Regions from separate parts of the Cricetulus griseus genome. Here region 1 is linked to region 2. A link is a contact called in public Hi-C data. All regions are on one chromosome and are shown on one strand. Each heading gives the region's core, a stretch centred on a gene start, on an enhancer-like site or on the middle of the called end of the contact. The rest is flanking DNA. Distances are from core to core; before and after follow the strand shown.

What was found. Hi-C and Micro-C count contacts between places; a contact is called where the count stands out from the background.
Region 1: a Hi-C map of the CHO-K1 cell line shows a contact between it and region 2, with 4 times the contacts expected there. The contact joins the promoter of Rbm39 here to the enhancer-like site in region 2. A contact is called at or near these places in 5 of 8 Hi-C or Micro-C datasets (the CHL-YN cell line, the CHO-K1 cell line, the CHO-S cell line and 1 more).

What each region holds. Positions count from the first base shown.
Region 1 is chr6:23,402,848-23,408,336 of CriGri-PICRH-1.0, forward strand. Rbm39 (RNA-binding protein 39) reads left to right here and starts at 1,286. Exons shown (of 17, transcript XM_027421326.2): 1 at 1,286-1,596; 2 at 2,214-2,277; 3 at 4,055-4,104. The coding sequence starts at 2,227. It overlaps LOC118239063 (a long non-coding RNA gene), which reads right to left and starts at 1,155. Exons shown (of 3, transcript XR_004770504.1): 1 at 1,054-1,155.
Region 2 is chr6:23,318,889-23,323,726 of CriGri-PICRH-1.0, forward strand. Phf20 (PHD finger protein 20) reads right to left here. Exons shown (of 16, transcript XM_027421324.2): 7 at 3,693-3,872. Among named protein-coding and RNA genes, the nearest start is that of Scand1, 33 kb to the left of the region's middle. Within about 2 kb of position 1,378, at least 2 of the 6 cell types and tissues checked have open chromatin away from gene starts, as enhancers often do. A contact at or near this core is called in the CHO-K1 cell line and fibroblasts, where this site is marked.

The sequences.
Region 1 (5,489 bases), core at 36-2,535, 84 kb after region 2:
CTCCATCAGGCATGCTAGGTAAGCAATATGCCAACAGAGCTGCATTGTCAGCCCTAGAAGTTTTCAATGATGAAAATATTATTTTTCCAGCATTTCAGTCATCATGTCGCTTATTCCTCACCCCTTCTCCTAATGAGCCTTCATTCGTTTCATGGAGTTCACCTGGATAGACATTCCCTGCTAAACCTGGAATTCATTCCATCAACATTTGCAGCCTTGGTGGTCAGTGTCAAGCTTTCCCTTGCTACTAATTACAATATTCTCCCTCCTTCTTTATGAGGAGGAAGTGAAATATACGCCCCGAGAGCTTAATTGACTCGCCCAAGGTCACACAGCGTTGCAGAAGCTACACACCAATCAAGGTGTTCACACTGTGACTCTTTTAGACCCTCAAGCTGCTGACAGGGTTCAAAATTGGTTTCACATTTTATTTTTAAACGTTTGCTTTCCTATGAAAGGGGGAAACAAAAGTTACAATGACCTCGCAGCTTTTCCTCTGCGACAGTATTAACGCCCCCCCCCCGCAAAAAAAAACTCCAGGAAAAAACAGATTAAAAAAGCGGTAAATTTACACGTGGACAGCCAAAATCCAAGAAAGCCTCAATCCTGACGCACAGCCCACTGAACTCAGGGTGTACAAGGCCGCCCGCGGTGAGGGAACCGGAGAGGAGGGAAGAAGCACTTCTTCCCTCCCCGCCCGCCCTCGTCAGGGTCCCGGTGTTTTCCGTGGCTTCAGCACGGCGGTCGCCTCTCAGCGGCGACACCAGAGGACAGGGACACGGAAGTCTTTATTCCCCACTCGGGCGCAGCCTGCGCGCGTCCTCACGAACGCTCACCCCGCGGCCCTACGTTCTGTCATAGGCGCCTCATGGCGACCTTGACGGCCACCTGGGTGGAGGCGGGGGCGGGGGGGGTGGGCGTCCACACCCGCGAGGAGGCGACACCGGCGGGTGACAGCGAAGCAAGCAAGGCATTCTCCCCGAGATTGACGGCCGGAGCCCCAACTGCCTCCGCCCTACCGACGGCGTAGCATCGCGAGATTCCGACGCATACCTGGTGTGGGAGTCCGAGAGGCCTTCCCGAGCGGGAGGGGGAGGGGAAATGGGCTCGTCTGTGGCGCAATCATTGCACGAGATTGGGCGACCGTCGCCGGGGTGGTGGGGGGGTGGGGGTGGTGTGTCGGCCGTCCCGAGATCTCGCGATATTTCGTCCCCCCTCCCCTGCAGTCTGGAACGCCGGGCAGTTTCTCGCGAGAGCCCGTGCTGAGGCTCCGGGAGACCCCGGGTGTTTGTGTGTGTGTATGTGTGTTGGTGAATGTGAGTACGGAGGAGCAGCGGCCGCCATTTCAGGGAGCCAGCCGACGGACGCTGTCGCAGGGGTGGATCCCGAGCTGCCGAAGCCGCTGCCCTGCTCTCCCGCGCGGGCTCCTTTAATCCCATTGTTTCTTTTAGATTCGCTTGGGCCTAGACGCCCTCGGGGCCCGATATTCGGGTTGGGCGGTACCGCGGCCTGGGCCTAGGGGCTTAACAGTAGCGGCGGCGGCGGCGGCGGCGGCGGCCTCCCGAACCGAGCACAGGCGCGCGGAAGCCCGCACAGGTACGCGGCGTGGCGCCGCCCGCGGCCGCCCTCGTCCTGTCGCTGCGGGGCGGCGTTTCGCGGCGCGCGGCCGGGGCTGGTGGGCGAGGGCAGGCGGGGAGGGCAGGCGGGCGGGCGGCGGGCTCGTGTCCGCCGCTGGGCTTCGGGTGGCGGCCAGGGCACCGCGGGCGGACGGGTCTGCCCTTCGCAGGCCGGGGCTGGTCGCGACCTCCAACATGGCGCCTGCCGAACGCCGCCTCGGTACACAACCCCTCCCCGCGGAGGGCGCTCCCCGCCGCTAAGATGGCAGCGCGGGTTTTGTGCGGAAGGAAGCCCCGGGTGCGCTCCGTACGCCGCTGCGGTCGGGCCTCGGGGGCCCAGGGGCCGCCCTGCGCGATGAGACGCGGGGCTCGGCCCGTGCGTTTGCTGGAAGGAGGAGCCCTTCGCGTTTGCTCGCCCACGTCAAGCCTCTGGTTGTTGACGTGCGTCGCGCAGTTTTAGTCGTTGTCGGGCTTTTTTTTTAAACTAAGGACTTTTCTCAAAAATCTGAATTTTTTTTTTTTTTAGGCCGAGGAGTCGAGTGTTTTTAGACGAATTAGTCGTTGTTTACTTAACAGGACTGTCTTGTTCTTCCCTAGGCGTGTAGAGAAAATGGCAGACGATATTGATATTGAGGCGATGCTTGAGGCCCCTTACAAGAAGGTGAGAAAAACATGCCAGTGAGCTTTAATATGTTTCTTAATTTAGCATTATTCACGAAACTACTGCTGAAATGTAAACTAACCTTCCCGGAGCCCTCTTGATTATCTTATCAGAGATGCATTACGTGTAACTTACAAAAGTAAATATATGCTATTGATGTAATAATATTGTGCAGTAGTTTCACTTCAGCGTGATGAATAAATGCCCATCTATCTCTCTTTGTAGACTTGCCTAACGATATCTCACCTCTACTCCCATGAATTCACCTTTGATTCCAGTGTGAACTGTCAATCATAAGGTAGTAATTGAGTGACTTATCGCTGTACCGTGGTCCCCTAGGTAAAATGACTCAACTAAGAATTACCAGCTCCAGTTTGGTATAGCAAAAAAGGTGAATGTAGTGGTTTGGGAAAATAGCAGGGGTCCAAGAATAAATCATAACCAGTCTGTGGCAAGTAAATCTTACGAGTCTTTAAAGAAGAAATGGGTGAGATTTAAAATTTATTTTATATAAATAGATACAAGGCTGGCGATAGTAACCTTAAAACAGGCAGGTGCTGATCTGCTTTTCAGTTAATAATTACTGAAATTCTTGGATCCCTGAATAGACATTAGCAGAAACCAAAACAAAACAATATAAAACCACCAAAACAAAAGGCAAGAGGCAATGTCACAAATTAGAGTCACTTGATGACTGTTTTACTGTTCTCCATAGTATTTTGTTTTTAATTAGGCCCTGCCGAAGTATTTCACACTAAAAACTACAAAGGAGTTATTTTGATTAGTAATACAATATGACCCGTTTCAGTATCAGAGTAAAAGTAAACACTCTTCCTTCTTCCCCCACTTGGTGGTGAAAATAGCAGTATGCATGCATTATCACTGGTGTCACAAACCTTAGCCTCTGTAACTTAGCAGATATACTACGTAGCTGATGTGTTCAAACTTTGAAATAAACATTGCGCTTAAACCATTTAAAATAATACATTTGTTTTGGAGTGTAGCACGACCATGTGGTTCCTTTTGGATGAATTCTGATAGTTATAAAATAGTATAATTTATAATGCTAGACTCTTGAAGACGTGTTTGCTGTTTTTAATGTTTCTTGTCTTAGTTTAACGTGGATGTAATTCCATGTAAACAGGTATGGAAGTAGGAAATGTTTAGGCTGGACTGGTGAATTATTAATTAACTTTTCTTGGGTTCTTGGGAGTCAACATTACTAAAGCAGTGTGAATCCCTGTTTGCTTCAGGGCGAGATGTGTGACAGAGGTGGCATCAAGCTCTTACAGTCCCAACCCTCCAGCGGAAATGGGCGAAGATCTCAGGAATGGCATCGGTCACAGGAAATCGATAGTGGCTGGCTGCTAGCATGGCCACTTGGGGCTTAGGCAGAAATAGAGCCATGGTACCGACAAAAGGGACAATAGCACATGGAATAAAACTCAGTGACTTCATGTTTCATAAAAATAATAACCACTTCAACGTTTTGTAACTCTGGTTAACTTATTTATTATCTAAACAATGTAAGAAAGTAAAATATAACATGTTAATGTGGAAAGATTTTAATTTTTTGTTTCTTGATGACTTAATTATTAGCAACAAAGTGGTTAAACATATACCATCTAAATTTTTTTTATAGCCTTCCATGTTAGACTAAATAAGTAATTAGTTTTAAAATTGTCTTGTATTTTCTTATTCCTATTCCCTTTACCCTTTGACAACTTGAAATGTTACCACTTCGTCCTCATGATGTTCTTCTATCAACCTTGCTTAGGATGAGAACAAGTTGAGCAGTGCTAACGGCCATGAAGAACGTAGCAAAAAGTAAGTTTGAACAAGGAACCTGGGAGGGTGGGCTCTAAACTTCTTGTGGTGGAAATCTTATGTTCTTGTGCCTAAAGCATCAAACTGTGGTTTTCTTCGCTTCTTAGAAAACTGGTCATACCCTTTGGGATGAGAAAGTCCTTCAGGATTTAAAACTATGGACTTTGCGATGTAGACTTCAGCATATGGTTTCAGAGACCTTCTGGACACTTTTCCCTTCAAGGATCCCATGATTCTCTTGAGTTCTATAATGTTTTAAATTTGGTAACTTTGGCTTAATTTTTTTGGAGATGTGATAATCATTGAATTAGAAGACTTACATTGGAAAAAAAATCAAATCAAGGCCACAGAAAATACTGTGTTTACCTTCATTCACTAAAGGAATTGGCTATGAGTTATTTCTGCTCCTTGCAGCTTAAAGGCCCTTTTGGCAGTAATTCTTTGTAAAATTTTTTCCTTCATTGTTTTGGGCCTTTTTATCTTTAGTGTATCTAAGGAGACCGTTAAGAATATGTAATTTATTTGGGTTAGGTGAGTAATCTGAAATAAGAACTTCATGCTATAGACTTAGTACAGAATACAATATACAAAGTTATGTTAACAGTTTAAACAGGATCCAATTTATAAGGTTGGAGCTTATCAGCTGTTGTAAAATTAGCATTTAGCTCCAAAATTAGTGATTCTTAACATGATATGGTCATATGCATTAAGTTCTAGCCCATGTTTATGATGCCATACCAAAAGTTTGTCATATCATGACCCCGTGATAAATAATGAAAATGATGATAAAATAGCCACTTACTTGACTCTTTTTGGCTCTTTTCCTCCTAAGAGCTCAAAGTGCATCATAGTAACTACCTCAGTCATCCTCACAACAACTTTGTTAGGTAGGTTGATACAATTTCATAAAATAGATGAGAAAATGCTCAATGGGTTACTTAGGTTTGCTAAGCAAAGGGTTTATAATTTTAATGTGGTGTAGTAATGGATTACTATTAGTATGTGGGTTTGGGTATGGATGTAGGTTTATAACTCCCTCCTTAGGTAGAGGCATAGTGATCATAATAAATTCAATGCCAGCCTGGGTTTCATAGTGAGATCCTGTAGAGAATACAAAAATGAATTAATATTAAGAGGAAACACAGGTCTGATTAGTGTAAATTTTTTCTTATGCATGATTGGGTTGAATCAGGTTCTATACTGGTCAGAAGTGGATGCAGAGAGCAGGTTGACAGGATTCATATCGTGCATTTTTAACCTTTGCCAGTGTAACAGTTTCCTAAATTTTCAGCTTCATAATTTTATAATCAAAATAAAATCCTGGAACAAAAATTTCTTCAGATGTCATATTTATAGTGACATAGTAAAGATTTTGATCTTAAGGT
Region 2 (4,838 bases), core at 128-2,627:
GCGGATCTCTGAGTTGGAGGCCAGCCTGGTCTACCAACCAAGTTCTAGGATAGCTGAGGCCGTTACACAGAGAAACCCTGTCTCAAAAAACAGTGACTTGAGTGTAGTGACAGCTGCTTGCAATACCAGTACCTGGCAAACTGAAGAAAGCAGATGAACAGGGAGTATATATATATGGTGTGTGTGTGTGTGTGTGTGTGTGTGTGTGTGTGTGTGTGTGTGTGTGTGTGTGTGTGTGTGTGTGTGTGTGTGTGTGTGTGTGTGTGTGTGCGCGCGCGCGCCTGTTGAGAAACTCTAAAGCAACACTCCTTTAATGCCTGTACCACCTCCTGTCCTATCCGGCGTTGCTTCATCACGTTCCCCCACATAAGAGACAGTTACGGAAATTCTACCTACTAACTGTTGTTGTTGAGACAGAATTTCACTCTGTGTCCCATATCGGCCTTGAACAAACCTGTAGCCCAGGCTGACTTTGAACTAACTGGGTAGCCCAGGGTAGTCTCAAACTCACAGTGACCCTCCATCCTCAGCCTCACAAATGGGGGGATTACATGTGTGAGCCACCATGCTCCTCTTCTCTGTACTATATTTACAACATTTTCATGGGCCTGAGATAATTTCAAATTAGACTCACTTAACAATATACTCAGGGTTGAGGGTATAACTCAGGGGTATAACCCCTTACTTGATTTGCACAAAGCCCTGAGCTCAGTCTAGCACCGCAGGAGAAAAGAAGGCATAACCAGGCACGTAGCTCAGTAACAGACTATGTACTCAGTAGGGTGAATCTATGGTTCAGTCCTTATCACTAAGAAAAAAGATAATACATACATATATGTTCACATATGTACACATGTGTATGTGTGTGCTCAGGAAAAATATATAAGATAAGTATTTTGAGGGCCAACGAGACAGCTCAGTGAGTAAAGGTGCCTGCTGTCTATGTTGACTGTGTGATTTTGATTCCCAAAACCCACGTAAAAGGTAAAAGAGAGTGAGTGAGTCATAAAGATGTCTGTTGACCTCCATGCGCCTGGTCCCAGTGAACATTTCCCAGCTCTCCCACAGAATATCAATTTCTACACAAATATACACCAAGAGAAAGCACTAAACATCCATTCCATAAGATGGCAGTGTTGCCCCAGGTGCCTGGGCTGAGCTTTGGGAGGCCCAGCTGCCAGCCTTCTCTGACATGTTGTTTATGCCAGCTGCAACTGCTGCCTAGGAGTCTCTCACACAGACATGACTCCATCTAGGTTTGGGAACACCAAAGCTGCGGCGGTAACCTATAGAACAGTCACTACCCAGTAACTATGCTGCATCTAGCAGCCCCTGCTCCCTGTGGCTGTTCTGCTGACATCTCAGCCCGTTTCCTGTTCACTTATATAACACATTCCTGGAGCATGAGTCTTTAGTGGCCTTCCTCCCGGCAAGCTTTCTGTATCATCTGTATTTCCCACAGAGCCCTTGTTTCAAAACAAACCCCAGGAACACTATTCTGCTTCTAGGACAATTGTCTCCCTTTAGCTACAAAGGCTTAAGTCCTGATCATCTACTGCATGCTGCCTCTCATTCAGAGTGGACACAAGACTGTGACAAACAAGCACCTAGGAAACAGATGGGCCTGCACCTTACATTGTACAAAATCCCTCCAGGCAGCAATTGTGCTCTCCTCTCCTGTGTTCACAGATGTGACCCAGCAGCTCATCAGGTGGGATGGGGACACGGCAGGAGGGCAGGATTTGGGACCACACTAGCAATTCATAGAAGCAGAGAGTTTTGAATGAGTTGCTTCTTCTTGCAACTTATCGGGCTCCTTTGTCTACTATAAAGTTAGACTTAACTTCAAAGTCAAGAACTCCACAAATTCCTCAAAGCAAATGGCCTCAGATTGACAGCAATTTTCTGGTTAGGTCTTAACCTATTTTAGGAAGCCTGCAATTAAGTTAAGTTAAAAAGCACACACCTGATAGGCTCATGGGCCACACAGTGCTTTGCGCCCATCTTCAAATGACTACCTGGCACCTTCCAAGACCCTTCCTCCACTCCTGCCGAAATCGCACCTCTCTCCCGGAGGCAGTTAAGAACACTAAGCCCAAGAATGCCCATTCATCTTTGTAAAATGAACAGCCAGAACTCTTTGGCACACAGGAGGACTCAGAGAGGGAGTTCTGAGTTTAGTTCCTCCACAGCAGGCACACAGGGGTGCGGACATTCTATTCTCAGTATTTATTTTAAGGGCTTCTGGAGTTCACATCTTGATTATCCATTCTGTTAGACAAAAAAACACAGGAGGGCTTAAATTGATAAGCCCACTTGGTGATACAGTGGGCTATAGACACAACTTCCCAAAGTAGAATGATTACATATCTAAGACTAGTCTTAAGAAAACAGAACCAGGAGACTTATGCCTGCAATTCTAGCGCTCAGAGGCTGAGACAGAAGAATGGCTAGGAGTTTGGGGATAGCCTGGGCTACACAGTGAGTGCTAAGCCAACTTGGGCTACAAAGTGAGTCTCAAACAAACAAACAGCCTAAAGAACCTAAGTTTGTGAAAACTACAATTCTTTTAGGCATTATGGTAAATAGACCTACTTAAAACTGCAACACTTGTTGGCTTCTAATGCTCTGTGGCAAATGCCTTTCTGTTCACTTTATAATAAACCAGCAACCACCAAGACTATGGAGGTTAGAGCTACTGATCTAGAAACCACATGAATCTATGTTCTGTACATACAGAACATTCACAAGTAAGACAGTTTAGAATAAGGTCTGGAACTTACATGCATTTAACATCTACTGATTAAATGGGTAGATGTGCAACCATACATATACAAACACAAACACACACATACTGGGGGAAAAGATGACAGGGCTAAAACAACTATAAGATCCTAGAAAGCTAGGACAAATCTTTTAGAGACAAAACAATAGAGAAACTAACCAGGTTACCTCTTTGAAGTGATCAATAAAATTGATGATAGTCAAATTTACCACAAGAGAATATAGTAACAAAATCAGAAATGAATGGAGCATAGCATTAAATTAAAGAATTTTTCCAGGAATGGTGGCGTACATCTTTAATCTCAGCACTGGGAAGAGAGAGGTAGGAAGATCTCTGTGAGTTATAGGCCAGCCTGGTCTACATAGGGGACAGCCAGAGCTACATAGTGAGATTGTCTGAAACACACACACACACACACACACACACACACACACACACACACACACACTCACTCACTCACTCGGGCTTTTATTCCAGTATGTATGTATGTATGTATGTATGTATGTATGTATGTATGTATGTATGTATGTATGTATGTATCTTTTGAGATCGCCTCACTGTGAAACCTTGGCTAGCCTGGAGCCCTCTACTTAAATGAGGCTGGTCTTGAACATGTGACAATGCTTCTACTTCTGCTTCTCTAATGTGGAGATTATAGTATAGGTGTGAAGGCCTTAAAATATTACTAATGAGCTGGGTGGTGGCTGGGGTGCTCACCTTTAGTCCCAGCACTCAGGAGGCAGAGGCAGGCCTCGCCTACAGAGCAAGTTCCAGGATAGCCAGGGCTACACGGAGAAACCCTGTCTCAGAAAACAAACAAACAAACACACACCTTATAGTTTAAGTAAAAGAGTAAGTATACACATATACAAAAGTATACACAATTAAGTTCATTCTAAACACACACCTTCAACAGTCGAAACCTCCTGCGCCTCAGCAAGAGGAGACACCGGTTCAGTTTTCATAGTGTTTTCTCCCATTGACTTGCAGTTCAACTCCAAGCCTGCAGCTCCCAGTCCATCCCCAGAGGAGTGGCAAGTTAATACAGATGAGACCTGGCCAGCTTCCAATGGAGAGTTCAACTGACCTAGAGGAAGAAATAAAGAGTGCTTGGGAAATATATATGTAAACAATCAAGAAATAAAGAGTTCCAAAACACACTAGGAAGCCTGAGACGCCTTAGAAGACAATATGTGAGGCCACTCTTCAGGGGCTGGAGGGATGGTTCAGAGTCAGACCACACACGACTCAAGTGCACATCCCAGCAGCACGTTAGGCAGTTCAAAACCACCCGCAACTCCAAATCCAGGGCATCCAATGCTCTTCTGCGGGTGTTGGAACAGACACATTAAAAAGAGAGAAAGGAAGGAAACCAGAGGGAAAAAGAGGACCAAGGTTGGTAGCACACATCTTTAATCCCAGCATTTGAAAGGCAGAGGCAGGTGGAGTTCGAGGCCAGCCTAATCTGCAGAATGAGTTCCAGGCCATAATGAGGTTTCATTTCAAAAGACAGACAGACAGACAGAGCCAGCCAACAGATGCTTCCAAGCCAGACAATCTGTAGTCAATCCCCAGTTCCTATTCGGCAAAGAAAACAAGTCCCACAAGTTATCTCCTGACCACACATCCTGTGGCACAAGTGCAGACATGCACACACAAAAATAAGTAATAGGTGATTTTTTAAAAATTAAAGAAGAAAAAAAAAAAGGCCTTCTACCCATACAGCAAGGGCTATAAGTACTTCAAAGAATTGGTTAAAGTGAAAGAAGGTCAGCAAAAATGCACACAGAGTGAGGCAGCATCAAAAAGGCAGAAAAGCAGGGCTGCCCAAGCCACGTGCTGCCAGCCTAACACACAGAATGGAAAATAAGTAAAAAACACCAAAAAAGCATCCAGACCATCAGGGAAGAACAATATACTATCAAGTGCTGCAGCACCTTCAATGGGTGATTTCAATGCACCCTAACCTGGGACTGGAGAGATGGCTCCGTAGTAAGAGCTCACATTACAGCAGTACACACTTTTAAGAGTTATTAAGACTTTTAAGAGTTAT